Regions from separate parts of the Mus musculus genome. Here regions 1, 2, 3 and 4 are each linked to region 5. Evidence: chromatin contacts called from public HiChIP or PLAC-seq data. All regions are on one chromosome and are shown on one strand. The core of a region is the stretch at or near the end of the contact, and the rest is flanking DNA. Distances in the headings are between cores, read along the strand shown. Region 1 has its middle 56 kb from the start of Gm36794. Region 2 has its middle 79 kb from the start of Gm30032. Region 3 has its middle 13 kb from the start of Gm30032. Region 4 overlaps Gm30032 (a long non-coding RNA gene). Region 5 overlaps Mn1 (meningioma 1).

Region 1 (3,090 bases), core at 396-2,895, 570 kb after region 5:
GACTAGATGAGGCTATGGCCAGGCTGAAGAAGCAACTGTGGTTGAGTGAGATGGGTATTATAATAGATGAAGGACCAATGAGGACAAGCAAGATAAGGTGCCAAAGCAGACATTACTAGTTGATCACTGATATCCCCCCTCCCCATCACCAGGATGGGAAATTTCCTTGCCTTCCTGGTACTGAGAAATGCAGAATTTTCATGAAAAATAAGACCTATCTACCCCTCCCCTATGCTTCAAGGATTTTTACCTGATGTTGAGTTGCATACATACATGTCTGGGGGATAAGGACCTAGATAAACAAGTCAGTCGATCTTTGTGGTTGGCGAAGGTGGTGCAAAACATGGAGTGAGTGGTCACCAGAGAGATATCCTCTGAGCTGATTAAGCAAGAGCTCAAAGAAGCTGGTTTCTTTATTAATGGTGACCAACCAGAGTGTGGAGGGCAGAATGGGTGGCTCCTCACTGACCCGTCTTCCCCCTCTGCTTTAACAGCTGAGCACAAGTCACTGTGAGCCTCCCACGGGTCAGCCAGGAAGAAAGGGTCTCTAGGGAACCATCCCCTTCTTGACTCTCAAACCCTTCCCCAGGTCTCACTGTGGCATTCTTAAGAGACCCAGGGGACTTAGACCAATCATGTCTCCTCTCTGATAGTCTAATTCCATACTAAAGAAAATAAAGACATAGACCTTCTATTAAAGAGGTCAATGTGTGTCATCCACACCAAATAAGTCTCTCCCTCGGCCAAAGCAGACATTACTAGTTGATCGCTGATTCCCACACACACACACACACACACACACCCCTACTATGACCAGGATGGGAAATTTCCATGCCTTCCTGGTACTGAGAAATGAAGAATTTGCATGAAAAATAAAACCTGTCTGCCCCTCCTCAAGGCACAATATGCTGTGAGGGTTTTTACCTGATGTCGAGTTGGAAAGAACCCCCATTCTCTATTTTGCCCTGCAACTCAGGTTGACCTCATTGTCTATTGTATCCCCAGTACAAGAATCCCCACAGAAGCCACCTCACTGTCCTCACAGTGTGAGTCTACATGCCAAGCCAGGGGCTCAGTGCACGCACGCGCGGTGTGCACACAGTGTATGGGCCACTCCACTCTCCCTCTCCCTCCCTCTCTCCTGCCTGGACACAATTATGTTAAAAGAGCAATTAGCGACCTCTTAAGCCTGATGGCCTACTCCCCCATTAATCTCTTGCAATTATAAACCCCAAATCTTCACAACAATTGGTCCCAGATGCCCACTAGAGGGAACGCTAATCGCCTCTTTCCCAGCTGAAACCAGCTGTTCGGCTTCAGTTTCTGGGTCAGGGAGAGAGATGAGAGGTCACACGTGGCCGAACGGTCAGATGCCGCCTGGGTGGAGATCCTGCAGAAGAGACACCCTTAGGGGCCTCGGGAGCACCCTGGGAAGGCATCTCTCTTTACTTTGGCTGCCTGCACACCCGGGTCTGCAGTCAGCCTGGGCCGGTATCTCCCCGCACTCCGAGCCACTCTGATTCCTCATTATGAACACACGCTAATTACTGCAGATAATTAGCTCTTCACAACCACCCGGCCGAGGCGCTCCAGACAAAGAGGCTCAGGAGGCTGTGGACATGGCTGGTCGCCTCCGGCCCACAGCCAGCACCAGAGCACCCTGCCAGCTGACCCTAGGTTTGGGGGAGGAGGCGTGAACTAAGGTGAAGGCCTAGGTCAATGGCGCTTAAGGCGCACAGCCCCTGCTGCTGCGGGCAGAACCGATTCAGACCTCAGCACTGCAGCTAATTAAATCAATATGAGATAATGAACGGCAATTAGAGGTCCAGCTAGGCACATCTTCTCTTGTAAATACTGTTTCTCTCCCAACGGGGAGCTCTTTCTTAATAATCTGTTTGTGTTTCATTTCCAGGAACTGTAATTCCCCTAAGAAGCTCCTGGGGAAGTGATTTGTTTGTCTGTATAACCACGAAACCCGTTCCTCTGGACTCGCCTGCCACTGCCTCTGCACATACATGATCGGCTTCTTACTATTTTAGGTTTCTTTTGGTTTGTTTTAATTTCTGACCTGTCCAGGGAGCCCATGCAGAGGTCTCAGCCCTCAAAGAAAACACCAATAAATCCCTGAAAGGGGTGGGGGGGGGGCAGGGGGAAAGGTCACAGGGCCGAGGACTCCCATTACATGGAGGGGAAAACTGAGGTAAGGCAACCACAAGAGTGATGAGCCAGTCAGGTAGTCTCCTCTGCCATTCAGACTCTCACCCCACCCCCACCTGGTACCCGGGGTCATGATAAGAAGCCTTCTGCCCTCCAGGAGCTAACAAATTTGTCTAGCAAGACAGACTAAGGCACATAACAATTAGAGAGCAATTAGGCACCTAATTGTGTGGTACCAATAAGCTCGGGGTTCAGTGAGGGTTCGGGGACTAGGGAGAAACAGCAGCATCAGGGCCCGGGCCTCTTCGTTTTCAGTGTTTCCCATCAGACCCTGCTTTCTGAGTCCTGGGTTTTTATTTCTTCACTTAGGGGTTCCATGGTACCCTAAAGTCAATGTGTCTAAAGCAGCCTCACGGCCACCCCACCCCCGCCTAACTGCTCCTGCTCCTCAGCTCATTTCCCTTAGAGAATTAGCCACGCCCACAGCAGAGCTGAAATCAGGCATAAAGAATGGAACTGTGCCCTTTGCAGGAAAATGCATGGGGAATCGACATCATTGCGTTAAGTGGGATAAGCCTGCTCAGAAGGACAAATGCTGCAGAGACATCGAATTTTAATGTGTGTGTGTGCCTCTGTGTGTGTGTGTGCCTGTGTGTATGTATATATGTGTGTGTGCCTCTGTGTGTGTATATAAATATATATGTGTGTGTATGCATATATGTGTGTGTATGCATATATGTGTGTGCCTCTGTGTGTATATAAATATATGTGTGTGCCTCTGTGTGTGTGTGTGCCTGTGTGTGTATATAAATATATGTGTGTGTGCCTGTGTGTGTATATATGTGTATGTGTGTATGTATGCCTCTATGTGTATATATATGTGTATATGTGTGTATATATAAATATATATGTGTGTGTGTGTGCATTGTGTGT
Region 2 (2,796 bases), core at 217-2,716, 610 kb after region 5:
TAAAACGCCACATGTCACTGATCCTGACAGTTCTAAAAGTAAAAGTTGGAAATGGTTCAGGGGACATAAATTAAAATAAAAATATAGACTTTGTCCTTGAGAGAGAATCAGCTAAAATTAAACCTGAGCGTGGGTGGTATGTCCAGGAATAGGTGGAAGAGAAACGTCGGGGATGTCTCATTCAGAAAGACTCACAGACAGGGGACAGAAGGAGTAGAAGATGGAAGGAGCTCTGGCCAGTCCCTCCACATAGAAACAGCACCCCATTCAGTATGGCTATGTTACCACTGGCCTGTGATCGTTCAGAGTAGATCGTGGGGCATCTAAGATGCAGATGTTCTGATCTATCCAGGCTCCCTGAGGCTAGAGACGACTTTTGTGTTGGACAAAAGATAAAGAGCCAATCTAGAAAGCTCTATCTGGATGGGTTTTAGACCAGGGAGCATTCCTGCTCACTGTGGGTCCATTAGGGTAAGTGCAAGTGCTTAGTAGGTGGTCAGTAGCTGTAAATCTCCTTTCCCCTTTGCTCACAAACTCCTGAGGCTTCCAGCACCTGCCAGGTCTGTTTTCATGAAAGACCTGAGGCCATTGTTCAGTGCATCTTCCATGTCTGGCTTAGCCTTGTCTGCCTCCCCAGAGCATGCAGTGGGCCACTTGAGATCCCACTCCCTGGGGGGAACCCATGCCAGTATTTCCTTCCCCTATGGCTTCTAGCACAGGGTAAGAGCTCTAGAACTAAAGCTAGGATGGAAACTGCTCTCAAGCTGCTGTCATGTTTCCTTCACCAGATCCACAGACAGCTATTGGGTGCCTGCTGTTTTCAAGCAGGCTCCTACCCAGCTGGGCACAGGCTTGTGAGTGTCACACCCTCCCTTATAAGACTCACTGTCTGAAAGGCAGAGATGCCCATTCCCTGGACCCTCCTGCATCCCATCAAGAGCTTCAACATGGCTGGGCAAAGGATCCTTGGCCACGTGGGGGACATAGGGACACCTGGACATGTCCCAAGATGGGGAGTCAGGGGCTTGTCTCAGAGGCAGCTGGCAGCAGATGCTCAGTAAAGCCAGCACCCAAGTCTTTAAGATGAGATAAAACTTGGGAAAGATAAAGGGACTTGAAGGAAGATAAGGTCCAGAAGCTGGAAGGTGACTGTCCTCCAGGAATGACCAAGCTGGTTAGCTAAGGTGGTGGGGGCTGATACTCAGGCAACAGAGAACCCCCAAGTTTTCATCCAGGGAGAACCTGTCTCCAGAAGTCGTTTGAGATTCTGTGGGCTCTGAAACTCAGAGCTGATAGTCACAGTGTGGGCTGCTGAAGGCCTGTGCCACTGGAGAGACAGCTCTAGCCATTGGCCCAGAGGGTAGGGGAGGGGCCTCACCCTGCCCCCTCTGGCTGGGCCACCTAGGCATCTTCCTGCCAGCCTCCCCTCCCCCTCCTGCCAGCCAGCAGCCTTCTGGCTTGTGTAATTTGTGAAGAGCATTATGTAAATGGGCTTTATGCAAATCCGTCCTCTCTCCCAGCTCACAGGCTCCACTCGTGAACCCTAATTAACTTGCCAAAGCCTAATGCTGCCCGCTCTCCCACCAGCCCAGCCCCCAGTTGCACCCCAACCCAGAAGCATCCTGGTGGCCCAACCACACAGGTCTAACCTGCTTGCATTTCTGTGCTCTGGTGTCACCTGCCCTCAGCACACTGTGAGCCATAGGAGAAGGCATAGTTCATCTTGCTGATGAGGGATCCTCACAAACAGATAATAGAAATGCCTCTTGGGTTTTTTTCCCCCTTACCACTTTCTGCTTTGCTAGAAGCAAAGCCATCCTGGAGGTTGGCAGGATGTCTCTCTCTTGTCTTCCAGTCTTCCTTCTTGGACTATTTGGGAGACCAGCCTTCCACTTCCAGATTCTAAAGTCACTTTCAGTCTCAATAACCTTTATTCTTCATTCTCCAAACAGGCAGACAGCAAAGCTAGTGGGTGTGGCTTTGTCCAAACTCAGTCAAGCTGCGTTCAGTTCTTACTCTCTATTTGCAAACTCTAACTTGTTCCTTACCTGAACAGCCTGCCATCAGCTTCCTTGATTTCAGTGATGACCAAGCTGATATCCAGCCCCACCAGTAACAAGGTAGGGGTCATGGTGCAATGTGCACACAAGTGGCTTCTTTATGTGCCCCACACAACCCTGGTCTCTGCTCGGTACCCACCAGAGAGCCGCGAGTCTCAACAATGTTGTGCTTGCTCACATTCAAGTTCAGGACACAGTAAAATAAAGGCTTTTCTGGGAAACAGGGAGATGTCTCTGGAGCGACATAGGAACCCTCGGCTGTCTCCCCAAAGTGAAAGCAGTGGGAGAACTGTGAAGCTCAGGGATGATGCTGGCTCTGTGTTTGGAGCTTGATGCTGTGAACAGGCTCTTGAAAGATGCAGCCCATCGGGTGTCTGCGAGGATGTGCTCTGACTGTGGAGTCAGTACGCATCAATGTGCTCTGACAGTGGAGCCCGAGCCCATGGGGTGTCTGTGAGGATGTGTTCTGACTGTGGAGCTGGAACCCATCGGGTGTCAGCGAGGGTGTGCTCTGACTGTGGAGCCAGAACCCATCGATGCTCTCTGACTGTGGAGCTAGAGCCCACCAGGGTCTGTGAGGATGCGCTCAGACTGTAGAGCCAGGACACACAGAATCATCCATTCGTTCGTTCATTCAACCACCATTCATGCGGGAAGTGTTTATTATTGATAGTTTCTGATCCCACGGAGTCCCTGAAGACTTCTCTGCTGGCACAGGCAGGTAATGAACTTGTCA
Region 3 (2,962 bases), core at 282-2,781, 700 kb after region 5:
CCAAACTTCTGTCACCACTGTCCTTTCACATCACGGTTGGGCTCAGAGGCCCCATCCCGACTCCAACCCATTAGCAGCTTCTGCCTCTACTCAGGAAAGCCTTGTGGATGCTCAACCCTGCTCACAGCTAACAGCAGGCATCCTGGGAGGGACTAGTTTTGCGCCCAGACATCCAGGTCCTCTGCACCCTTTGTCCAGAAATCTCTTCTCGGGCCTTTGTTCAAACTCCCCAAATGCCATGGGTGCTATAAAGACAGTTTTAGAAAAGTCGATTACAAAAAAAAAAAAGAAAACTTGATTACACCCACATGTCTGGGGACAGAAGGGAGGTGGCAGCATGAGCCCCAGCATGCCCAGTCTGGGCAGGAGGGCTGTTTCACTGACTGTATTCCTGGCATACAGGGAGGCCCAGAGCCACTAACTTCAATGTAGGCCCAGCACCCCACAGGACCACTCTGCACTCAAGGCTGCCTCTCTCCAGCCTACCTTGAGGCACAGTCTCTGTGAACTCCACTTCCTCATGGGAATCAATATAGGAATCATGAAGATGCCAGGGAACAAAACCCTTCACTCAAGGCCTGGCACACTGCCTGTGCCCAGCCATGGGTCAGTCTGCTGGGGACAAATCAGCCTGGGCTGTGAGCCCAGCTCCATGGTTTTCAGTTACTTAGCAACTTGGGGCAGGTGCCTGTCCCCCTTCCAACCTCAGTTTACCCCTTGTATTCTCCAAATACTCCCTCAGCCCATTGGTGTGGTATTCTATTCTGGGCCCTGGGCGGTTCCTCTCCTAACATTCCAGGCATTGCTGCTACTGTGTGACATATACACATACACACACATGCATGTGTACATACATATAACACATGTGCGTATGTGTAGACACATTACCAAAAAAAGACGATTACATACTTATAACACATGTGCATGTGTACATGCACATACACACACAAACATGTGTACACACACACAAACGTGTACACCAATAGGCACCCATACACACATGCATGTATACATACAGACACACAAACACACATGCACATAGCATGCGTACACATACAAGCACATGCATGTATACACACATACATACATATGTTCATACATACACACACATGCATGTATACATGCATACACACATGCATCCCTCTTCTGAGCCTCCCCTGTCACATTCTCCATCATAGGCCCATCCACAAACCCTTTTCAGTGTCCCCCGGGGACCGGCAGGTGGGAAATGTCATTTTGGATCCATTACTAGACCTCTAAGGCACTTGGGAACAATCAATTGCAAATTCAACTTCCATCTGAGAAGGAGGGGTCGGAGCACAGTCACCAAGGAGCCCTGGGCCTGTGCCCCAAGATGCAGGGTACAGCAGCCCCGGGGGCAGGACGGGGGCAGGTGCCACCACGCCATGTCTTTGGGTTTCCCTGCCTTGGCTGGTTTGAATAATTCATCGATGTTGAGTCTCCTGGGCACCACTGTGCTTGGTGAAAGCACGCCAGCCGCCGCTTGCCTGTTAAGAGGGCCCCCGCCTGCTGCCTTTTTCTGTTAATCAGGATTAATGAGTCAGTGAAGAAGCACACGGACCCTGGGCACAGACACTGGCAGCCAGCTCTCCGGGCACAGCAGGCCTCAGAAACAGCTCCCGCCTGGATGTCCTCGGGCAGTCTTCAGTGGCAGCCATCAGCCTGTGGATAACAAGCCCTCACCCAGCCTGCCAGACCCTAGGCCTCTCTGCTGGGCCCCTAGAGCTCTAGGGACAGGAAAGGAAGAGAGAGGGCCCCAGTGAATTGAGCTTGGCCCTGTGCCCTGGCAGCACGGATGGATAGGAGGGCAGGCTCTGCATCACACACAGTAGGGCCATGGAGACCCTCCCAGCCCTGAGCTGGTAAAGATTCTAAGATGCCAGCTTCCCATAAAAGACGGCTATGGAGACGCCAGAGCCCTCCCCTGTGCCTGGCTCCTTGACAGCTGTCACTCACGCAGAGTACAGGGTACAATGTCCTCTGCGTGTCGCTTGCTGACATGCCTTCCTTTCCAATCCCCTGCCTTGAAATGTTCAAACAAATGGACTCAGGTTACGCCACCAGTGTGTTAAGCGGCCTTGGGCAAGTAACTTAACGTCTCTGGGCCCCCATTACCTACCCAGGAAATGGAGGAAAGTTTGTTTTAAGTATTACTGAGCCAGATTTGGTGGCATAAACCTATGGTCATAGTCCTCAGGAGGCTGAGAAAGAAGAGGAGAATCACCAGCCAGCAGTTTGCTGAGTGCGGCCCAAGGCCAGCGTCTTTCCCAGTCGACAATGTCAAACACAGCTCCGCATGGCTCGTGCTGTCTGCTGCACCACCACTGTGTATGCCAGCGTGGTGGTGTGCAGAGCGGGGCCATGACACCTGGTGCTGGCTAACTGTGCCCTGTCACAGAGAGAGACCTATAGGGGAAGGGAACCAGGGTGTGGCAGATAGCAATACCACATCTATCAAATCCACCCTCAGAGCAAAGGCATGGAGCAAGGGTTTGATTTCCCATTTAAAGTCTGTAGTTGTTAGCTGTTTGTACTGTATCTTACCAAAGTGTCCTTCTGCACTGGATTGGAAATGTTTTACATGCCTACCAGTCCCTTAGCATAGCTAGCTTTGTCTGTGTGTATGGGGCAGGGTGTGTTGTGGATAAACTGGTGTGCACTGGAACCCAGGCACACAAACCCACTGGACTTTGGTTACAATGTTCTCTCTGACTCAAGGGCTGAGCTGGGACCTCAGAGTCTGTATTCACACATGGGCTGAGGTTGGCCCACATTCCATTGCCTGCCCTGCCTTGGTCTAACACAGCTCTACCACAAGAAAGTCTGCCTCCCAATTAACCCTGGGCAACGGAGACACCAGAGCCTCTAGACACATAGTTCGAACCCACACCCAAGCCAGAGGAAGGCTTAAGAGTCTCAGGCTCAATAGTATCCAACAGCC
Region 4 (3,118 bases), core at 529-3,028, 680 kb after region 5:
TGTGAGCATCCAAAAGTGAGTGAAATGTTTTCTGTCACTCACCCTTGACCAAATAAATAAATAATGAATGAATGAATGAATGAATGAAAGATAGATAGATAGATAGATAGATAGATAGATAGATAGATAGATATGAGTTACCTGGTATTCTGTTGTCTACACTACCTCTGCCACTAAAATCATCTTTCTCAATGAAGTCTCTTTCCAAATCATCTGGGAGAAGCAGTCACAGGTGTTCTGACTGACAACTAGGACCCAGGCCCCTCCCATGAACCCAGGCCCCTCCCACGGACCAGGCCCCTCCCACCCCAGGTGTGTGCTTAGGGAGACACCTGTCACTGCACTATGACTCTCTATCTAGGATCGGCTCCTAGCCTAAGACCGGTTATCAACTCACAGACACACAAAAATTCCTTTTGCTATAGAAAGGAACGTGTGCACAAAGTACTCAGGTATGAGGCATGGTCACCTCTGGGGAAGGTGGAGGTGACATTATCTAGGCCACAGCACCCACTCAGACTTGAGCAGCTGAGGCAGGAACAGCAGCTGGAGCCACACTGTGCCCTGGAACCCACCCCTGACTGGATGGCTTCCATGGCCAATAATACCGATGCTAGCCAGCCTGCCATGTGACAGGGACGTCATCACTCCTGTGTCCCAGCCAACAGTCTGATGACCTCAAATATCAAGCCTTCCCGATTGCCCGTTCCTGAGGGCAGGAGAACCCAACCCATCTGCGTCTTGATGAAGGAGTCATTGGGGTTCATAGGGTTCATAGCAATCCAAAAGCTTAACTGAGTCCCCAGACAACCACCAGGATGGTGACAGAAGAATCGTTCACTACACACATCTCACAAGACATCACTGAAACCTCAAAAAGCTCACACCAGTCGATATTCATTGCACCCAAACTACAGATGAGGAAACCGAGACTCGGTGAGTAGACATCACTGGCAGATTCTGATATCCACGCCAAGTCTCTGACACCAAAGGCTCTCCATCTCCCCAGCCCATCCTCAATTGGTCTACTCTGCTTTCCCTTCTGAGTTCCTACCACACATCCACGCCCACCTGCCACCCAGCCACCTGGCCATCACTGGTAGAGCCAGGATGGGCTGCTGAGTCAGGCTCTGCCTCTGTGTGTGACCTTAGGCAAGTCCATTCACCTCTCTGATTCTTCCTCAGTAGATAGGGAGTGTGAGCAGATCTGCTGAACACAGCTGGGAAGAGCAGGGAATCCTGGGATACCAGATGTTAGCATTTCTTCTAGGCTCCACCCCACAGTTACCTGGCAACAGCCAGGTGTGCTGGCCTCAGTATAAAAGGGGCTGCCTGCCCCCTCCTCAGCCTCTTACTCCCTTACTCCCATTCCCCTCCCCTCCCTTCTCTCTCCATGTTCACGGCCAGCCTCTACTACTCTCCCTCTCCCCCTTCCCTGACCCTTTCTCTCTACCTTTCTCTGTCTCTACTACCCCCTCAACTTCCCTCTCTGTGCCCTAAACTCTAATTCTATACTATGGTACCTCAGGGGAGAGGTGCACACCCACAGAGGCACCCACTTCCCCTGCACCATACCATGCCTCTACCAAACGTATCCCTGGGTTGCCTTTCTTTTTTATAAAACCCAACACCAGAGTCCCCAGGTCTACCCTGGGCCACTCTATGACCCCTCAAGTCTCCTGTCTGCAGCCCTCACTCTTCTGCCTCCCAGCTGATGAATCCAGAACCAGGTCTCATCTATCTGCAGTCCAGTTGTGTTAGGACTAATCTCGCCCCTTGTGGCGAACGGGGCCTCGCCCCAGGCATCACAGCAAACACATCCAGTGCCAGGAGGGTTTGATCATGGGAGAATGATGTCATTTGTCAGCGATGTCCGTCCGTGGTCCACGGCCCGATGCATTTGCATTCGGAGCTGGAAGCAGAAAGACCGGGTAAGATGCAGAGGAGGAAAGGGGGTCTGCCTCTGAGTGACTGGCATGAATTATTTCGACCTAACTTACTAATTAAGACCCTCATTAGCAGCCCAAATTTGTGATAGATAGGCAGAGGACCTGGCACAATGGTTTAATTTAATGATTCCTTGCATTTACTTTGTTAATCATCTTTAGTCTGATTTAATTTATGCCGATGTGACTGTCCTCATTTCTAATTAAGGCACTGATGGTGGGGACACCCGCCATCGCAGAAGAATTTCAATCAAGTCGCGCACAAAAGCAGATACCAGTGCTTACGACCTCCGAGATGGCAATTTGCAAAACCGGCTGCTTGTTGTTTTATTTCTGCCTGAAAGGTTGGGGAGGGTCTGGTCTTTGCCTGGGGCAGATGGTTCTCGCTAACCACAAACCTTTATAACCATCGATTTTTTTTTAAGGCTCTGAAGAAGAAAACAAACAAACAAACAAACAAACAAAACCTTAGCACTTAAGTAAACCTTTCCAGGATTTACACACAAGGGAGCAGGGTCCAGAGAGGTTGAGGGGCTGGCCCAAGGTCACACAGTAAGTTAGCAAGCTTGGGAGGAGATCGTTTTAGAAACACTCTCACATCACCCTCCAAACCCCATGACCACCCACTTGGCAGACACAGCCTGATGCCCACCCAACAAACACACACACACACACACACACACACACACACACACACACACATACCTGACAGCTGCTAAGAGCCTATGGCCTGCCTGGTACTGACTTTCAACTCCCTGTGAATTCTAAGCAGTCCATGGTCTGAGTGTACACCTGATGCATGGGGCTTTCTCATATCCATAAACCATCCACACAGGGCAGTGAAGGACCAGACCCCACCCTGCCAGTCAGGGACATGGGCTCCAGCAGCAGAAGGCTGCCTAAATTCTCACAGCCAAGAAGCGAAGTTTGAACCCAGTCCACATGACTCCAGAGCCCACCCTCACGGGTCACCACTGCATGTCGGCAGCGTTGACATACCTGCTATGGCCAGTGGGTACCAGACTCAGTGAGGTACCTCACCTGATAACCACACTTCCATCCCATCCTGTGCTGAAGGCTCCCAGTCCCAGCCCTGGAAGGCAAGGATCAGAGAAATCATGTGATGTGCCCAAAATTGCACAGCAGGATACCAGTGGCCAAGCTTGGGGCCT
Region 5 (3,025 bases), core at 271-2,770:
CTCAGGAGATATTTTTATCCTTTTTTCTGAATGGTGAGGCGAGAGGGAACTCGAGTTAGTGACAGATTTAGCAGAAGGGAGATTTCCTGACTTGGGGTAAGCAGGTATAGGAAGGGGCCATAGCAAAGGGACCAGAAACCCTCACACCCCAGTGAAAGGCCTGTCCGGTTGAAACTGGTTATCATTTTATCTCTGCAGCTGACTGTTGCATAGCTTGCTAGTGGCTGAGAGAAAGGCCAGGATTTGGCTTTTTTTTTTTTTTTTTTGAAGGGGGAGTGATTGCCTGATCCTTATGCTCCAGATATATCTAAATGATTCGGGATCTCTCTCTCTCTCTCTCTCTCCCTCTCCCTCTCCCTCTCCCTCTCCCTCTCCCTCTCCCTCTCCCTCTCCCTCTCCCTCTCCCTTCCCCCCTCTCTCTGTGTATGTGTGTACGTACATGCATGTATGTCCTTCTGAGCTAAGGCCTGAGAACTCTTACTAGGAAATGGAAAGATAATTTTCACTCCTCAAAGCTCAGACAAAGTTCTGGCCTTCATTCGGTGTGAGGTGGAGGCTCACTGATCTCGGTATTATCAGGTTTCGCTGAACTGGCTATACTGCTGGGCCTCTGGGAGAGGGCCCGTGAAGTTCCTCGTGTGTTTCAGTATTATTTGGCTTCGTTTAGTGATCGAGCATGTATTTTGTGTTTGAAGTGTGAGATGCATTTGTGAGCACGTGTGAGGTTAGAGGGGTCTGTGCGCACACGCACGGGCGCACACATGTGCACATGCATACATGCATGCATTAGTGAAGTAATCCAGTCATTGGTCACAGAAGAGAACCTCCACGCCCCCATCCCTTCACTGTCCCTTCACAGGAAGAGGGGACAGTGGCCTTTAGCTGTACACTTTTAGAGAAATGGTAGCTATTCCGTTGTACCCACTACCTGGGGCCTTGGAGGTAGGCATAGAACACAGCCTCTTCTGATGCCCCCATCCTGGGACTCTGGGATGTTCATGAGCATTAATTCCTAAAAGCCTGGGAGGCAAGTGTCATGACCCCCAAGCCTGGGGCATCTCACTGTGGTTTGGGGCCCCCTGCTCATCTCTCACTGTAATGAGCAGTAGGAATGGTGGTATATGGGCCTCTGTGTGTGTGTGTAACTTCAGAAATGTGTGGGTGCACTTCCAAAGAAGGAAGGGAAACCATGCCAGGGCCTCTTAAGCCAGAAGGAAGGAAGGAGATGGCAGACTGACCCAGAGTCTTTCTGAACACAGTCTCCACAGGGTGCATGTGTCACGTTGACGGTGGGCGCTTCAACCACTGCCCCTCTTTGTCTGTGGGCTCCTCATCCGTGCCTATCTCTGAGGTGGTGCTTGAAAACTCCACTTTCTGAAGCTACTGCCACCATAAAGCTCAATTAGGTGATGACAATTCTTGAGCAAACATCTTCCTGAGATGCCCCTGGGCCACCCCCCTTGCTTTGACTCTCCCATGTTTCCCTCCGAGGCCTCGTCTTTGCACAGCCAGACCCAGCCTGGGTGTTTTTGGCACTGCACCAACCTTCAGTGAACTTGAGGCTCTGAGGAAGCGGGCTTTTGGAAGGATGAGGACACGATTTCTTTTTTTATGTGGGTCTGTTAAACTCTAATGGACATCGGTGTCTGGCTTTAAATTTGGAGAGGGTCTTTATCTAACCCTTAAAACCGGAGTTATTTCCTGTAATTACAGCGCCCCATCTCCCTTGTTTGGGGTACTTTGGCAGGGTGGGGGCACACCGGCTACCTTTCTTAACTGTGACTATGACATTTTGAGCTCCTGGTTGGTAATAAGAATTTATGGGCCAGGACATGCCAGAAGACGGCAGCCAGAGGCACGATAGTGAGGGAGCCCCACGCCCTGCCTCTGCCATAGCCTTGCTTCTTTTTAATGAATTAATTTAGCTTCCCATACTTGGTATTCAGTAGTTATTTTGGGAATCCAAAGGAGAAAACTGGAGATTAAAAAAAAAAAAAAGACACTTTGAGAAAAAGAAAAAAGTGCTGTTTTTGAAGTTTGAGCCGACTTGACACAAGATGCCATGGGGGACGAACATGAAGCCAGAGGTGGCCCCGCTGCCGACCCCACTTCTCTCGTGGTGAGCTTTCCGTTGTTGTTGTTCCGAGTAGCAGGGTTCAGAACTGCCAGGAGGAACCTCTGTGTGGCATTAGGTGCTGCTGTCTGCATGCTGTAGGCTTCCACAGCTAGAGAAACGAGGTTTAGTGGGAAACAGCCGTCTTGCCACCTCACATCGCTGTTTTTGCTCCGTGTTTAAAAATAGTTTGTTTTGATGTTCTGAATTCCGTCTTACCCTTATTTGCTTGTTTGACGAGGACATGCGCACCGTCGTGCTGTACTGCGTGGATCCTGCACGGGCAGGGTTGGTTGGATGGTTGGAACCACACAACCAAAACTCAACAGGGATTTGGTGTGGCAGCTGGTGAGAGGGGCATTTGTTTTTGGTTTTAACTATGGCCTCCTGTCTTCCTCTGATTTCTCTCCTGCTCAGCAATATTTTGTTTCTTCCTTAAAAAAAAAAAAAGAGGATCCCAACCCTTTTGCTGAGTCCCCCCTCTGAATAGCATTTGAGGGGTTACAGTAATTTGAGGGCGATCTCAGCTCTCAGCCTGGGTGTCCCGGCACTAATGGTTAGCAGGGCCTATTACAAGAAGCAAAGTACATTGTAAATGGCTTATGCAGAAAAACCATTTAGATAAAAATGCAATTTTCCCCTTCTGCATGTAGTACTAAGAATTAATAGCATATTCCTTCTAAATGGGTATTTTCATATTATATTTTTTTCCCCCTAATGAAATTCTTCTCCCAAACAGGAGCAAGTTTCATTTGAACTTGGGGGTAGGATGGATGAGTGTGTTTGGGAGCAGGCAGATGCAGCCAGCACCCCAGCTCCCCGTGGCTGCAGGGGAACCCAGGGACTGACCATGCACGTGTAGGCCGAGACAGGCAGAGGGCTGCATCTGCCCCGGGTGGGTTTCCTTCCTTT

Evidence for each region. HiChIP or PLAC-seq counts read pairs in DNA pulled down with a chosen protein or histone mark.
Region 1: an H3K4me3 HiChIP or PLAC-seq map of embryonic forebrain shows a contact between it and region 5, with 6 times the contacts expected there. The contact joins two enhancer-like sites. A contact is called at or near these places in 1 of 484 Hi-C or Micro-C datasets (nephron progenitors) and 7 of 115 datasets of contacts at active chromatin or transcription factors (embryonic basal ganglia, embryonic forebrain, embryonic hindbrain and 4 more).
Region 2: an H3K4me3 HiChIP or PLAC-seq map of embryonic forebrain shows a contact between it and region 5, with 7 times the contacts expected there. The contact joins two enhancer-like sites. A contact is called at or near these places in 8 of 115 datasets of contacts at active chromatin or transcription factors (SST interneurons, VIP interneurons, embryonic basal ganglia and 5 more) and 2 of 9 other capture datasets (embryonic stem cells and embryonic tail).
Region 3: a contact with region 5 is called in an H3K4me3 HiChIP or PLAC-seq map of embryonic forebrain, with 8 times the contacts expected there. The contact joins two enhancer-like sites. A contact is called at or near these places in 1 of 484 Hi-C or Micro-C datasets (bone marrow-derived macrophages) and 8 of 115 datasets of contacts at active chromatin or transcription factors (craniofacial prominence, embryonic basal ganglia, embryonic forebrain and 5 more).
Region 4: an H3K4me3 HiChIP or PLAC-seq map of embryonic forebrain shows a contact between it and region 5, with 7 times the contacts expected there. The contact joins two enhancer-like sites. A contact is called at or near these places in 10 of 115 datasets of contacts at active chromatin or transcription factors (VIP interneurons, craniofacial prominence, embryonic basal ganglia and 6 more).

Annotation. Positions count from the first base shown.
Region 1 is chr5:112,000,711-112,003,800 of GRCm38.p6, forward strand. No RefSeq gene overlaps it. Among named protein-coding and RNA genes, the nearest start is that of Gm36794, 56 kb to the left of the region's middle. Within about 2 kb of position 1,646, at least 46 of the 459 cell types and tissues checked have an H3K27ac peak or open chromatin away from gene starts, as enhancers often do. A contact at or near this core is called in embryonic forebrain, where this site is marked.
Region 2 is chr5:112,040,050-112,042,845 of GRCm38.p6, forward strand. No RefSeq gene overlaps it. Among named protein-coding and RNA genes, the nearest start is that of Gm30032, 79 kb to the right of the region's middle. Within about 2 kb of position 1,467, at least 24 of the 459 cell types and tissues checked have an H3K27ac peak or open chromatin away from gene starts, as enhancers often do. A contact at or near this core is called in SST interneurons and embryonic forebrain, where this site is marked.
Region 3 is chr5:112,132,355-112,135,316 of GRCm38.p6, forward strand. No RefSeq gene overlaps it. Among named protein-coding and RNA genes, the nearest start is that of Gm30032, 13 kb to the left of the region's middle. Within about 2 kb of position 1,532, at least 54 of the 459 cell types and tissues checked have an H3K27ac peak or open chromatin away from gene starts, as enhancers often do. A contact at or near this core is called in embryonic forebrain, where this site is marked.
Region 4 is chr5:112,108,598-112,111,715 of GRCm38.p6, forward strand. Gm30032 (a long non-coding RNA gene) reads right to left here. Exons shown (of 4, transcript XR_880589.2): 3 at 2,946-3,039. Among named protein-coding and RNA genes, the nearest start is that of Gm30032, 11 kb to the right of the region's middle. Within about 2 kb of position 1,779, at least 29 of the 459 cell types and tissues checked have an H3K27ac peak or open chromatin away from gene starts, as enhancers often do. A contact at or near this core is called in embryonic forebrain, where this site is marked.
Region 5 is chr5:111,430,006-111,433,030 of GRCm38.p6, forward strand. The region is part of intron 2 of Mn1 (meningioma 1); the gene reads left to right. Among named protein-coding and RNA genes, the nearest start is that of Mn1, 14 kb to the left of the region's middle. Within about 2 kb of position 1,521, at least 13 of the 459 cell types and tissues checked have an H3K27ac peak or open chromatin away from gene starts, as enhancers often do. A contact at or near this core is called in SST interneurons and embryonic forebrain, where this site is marked.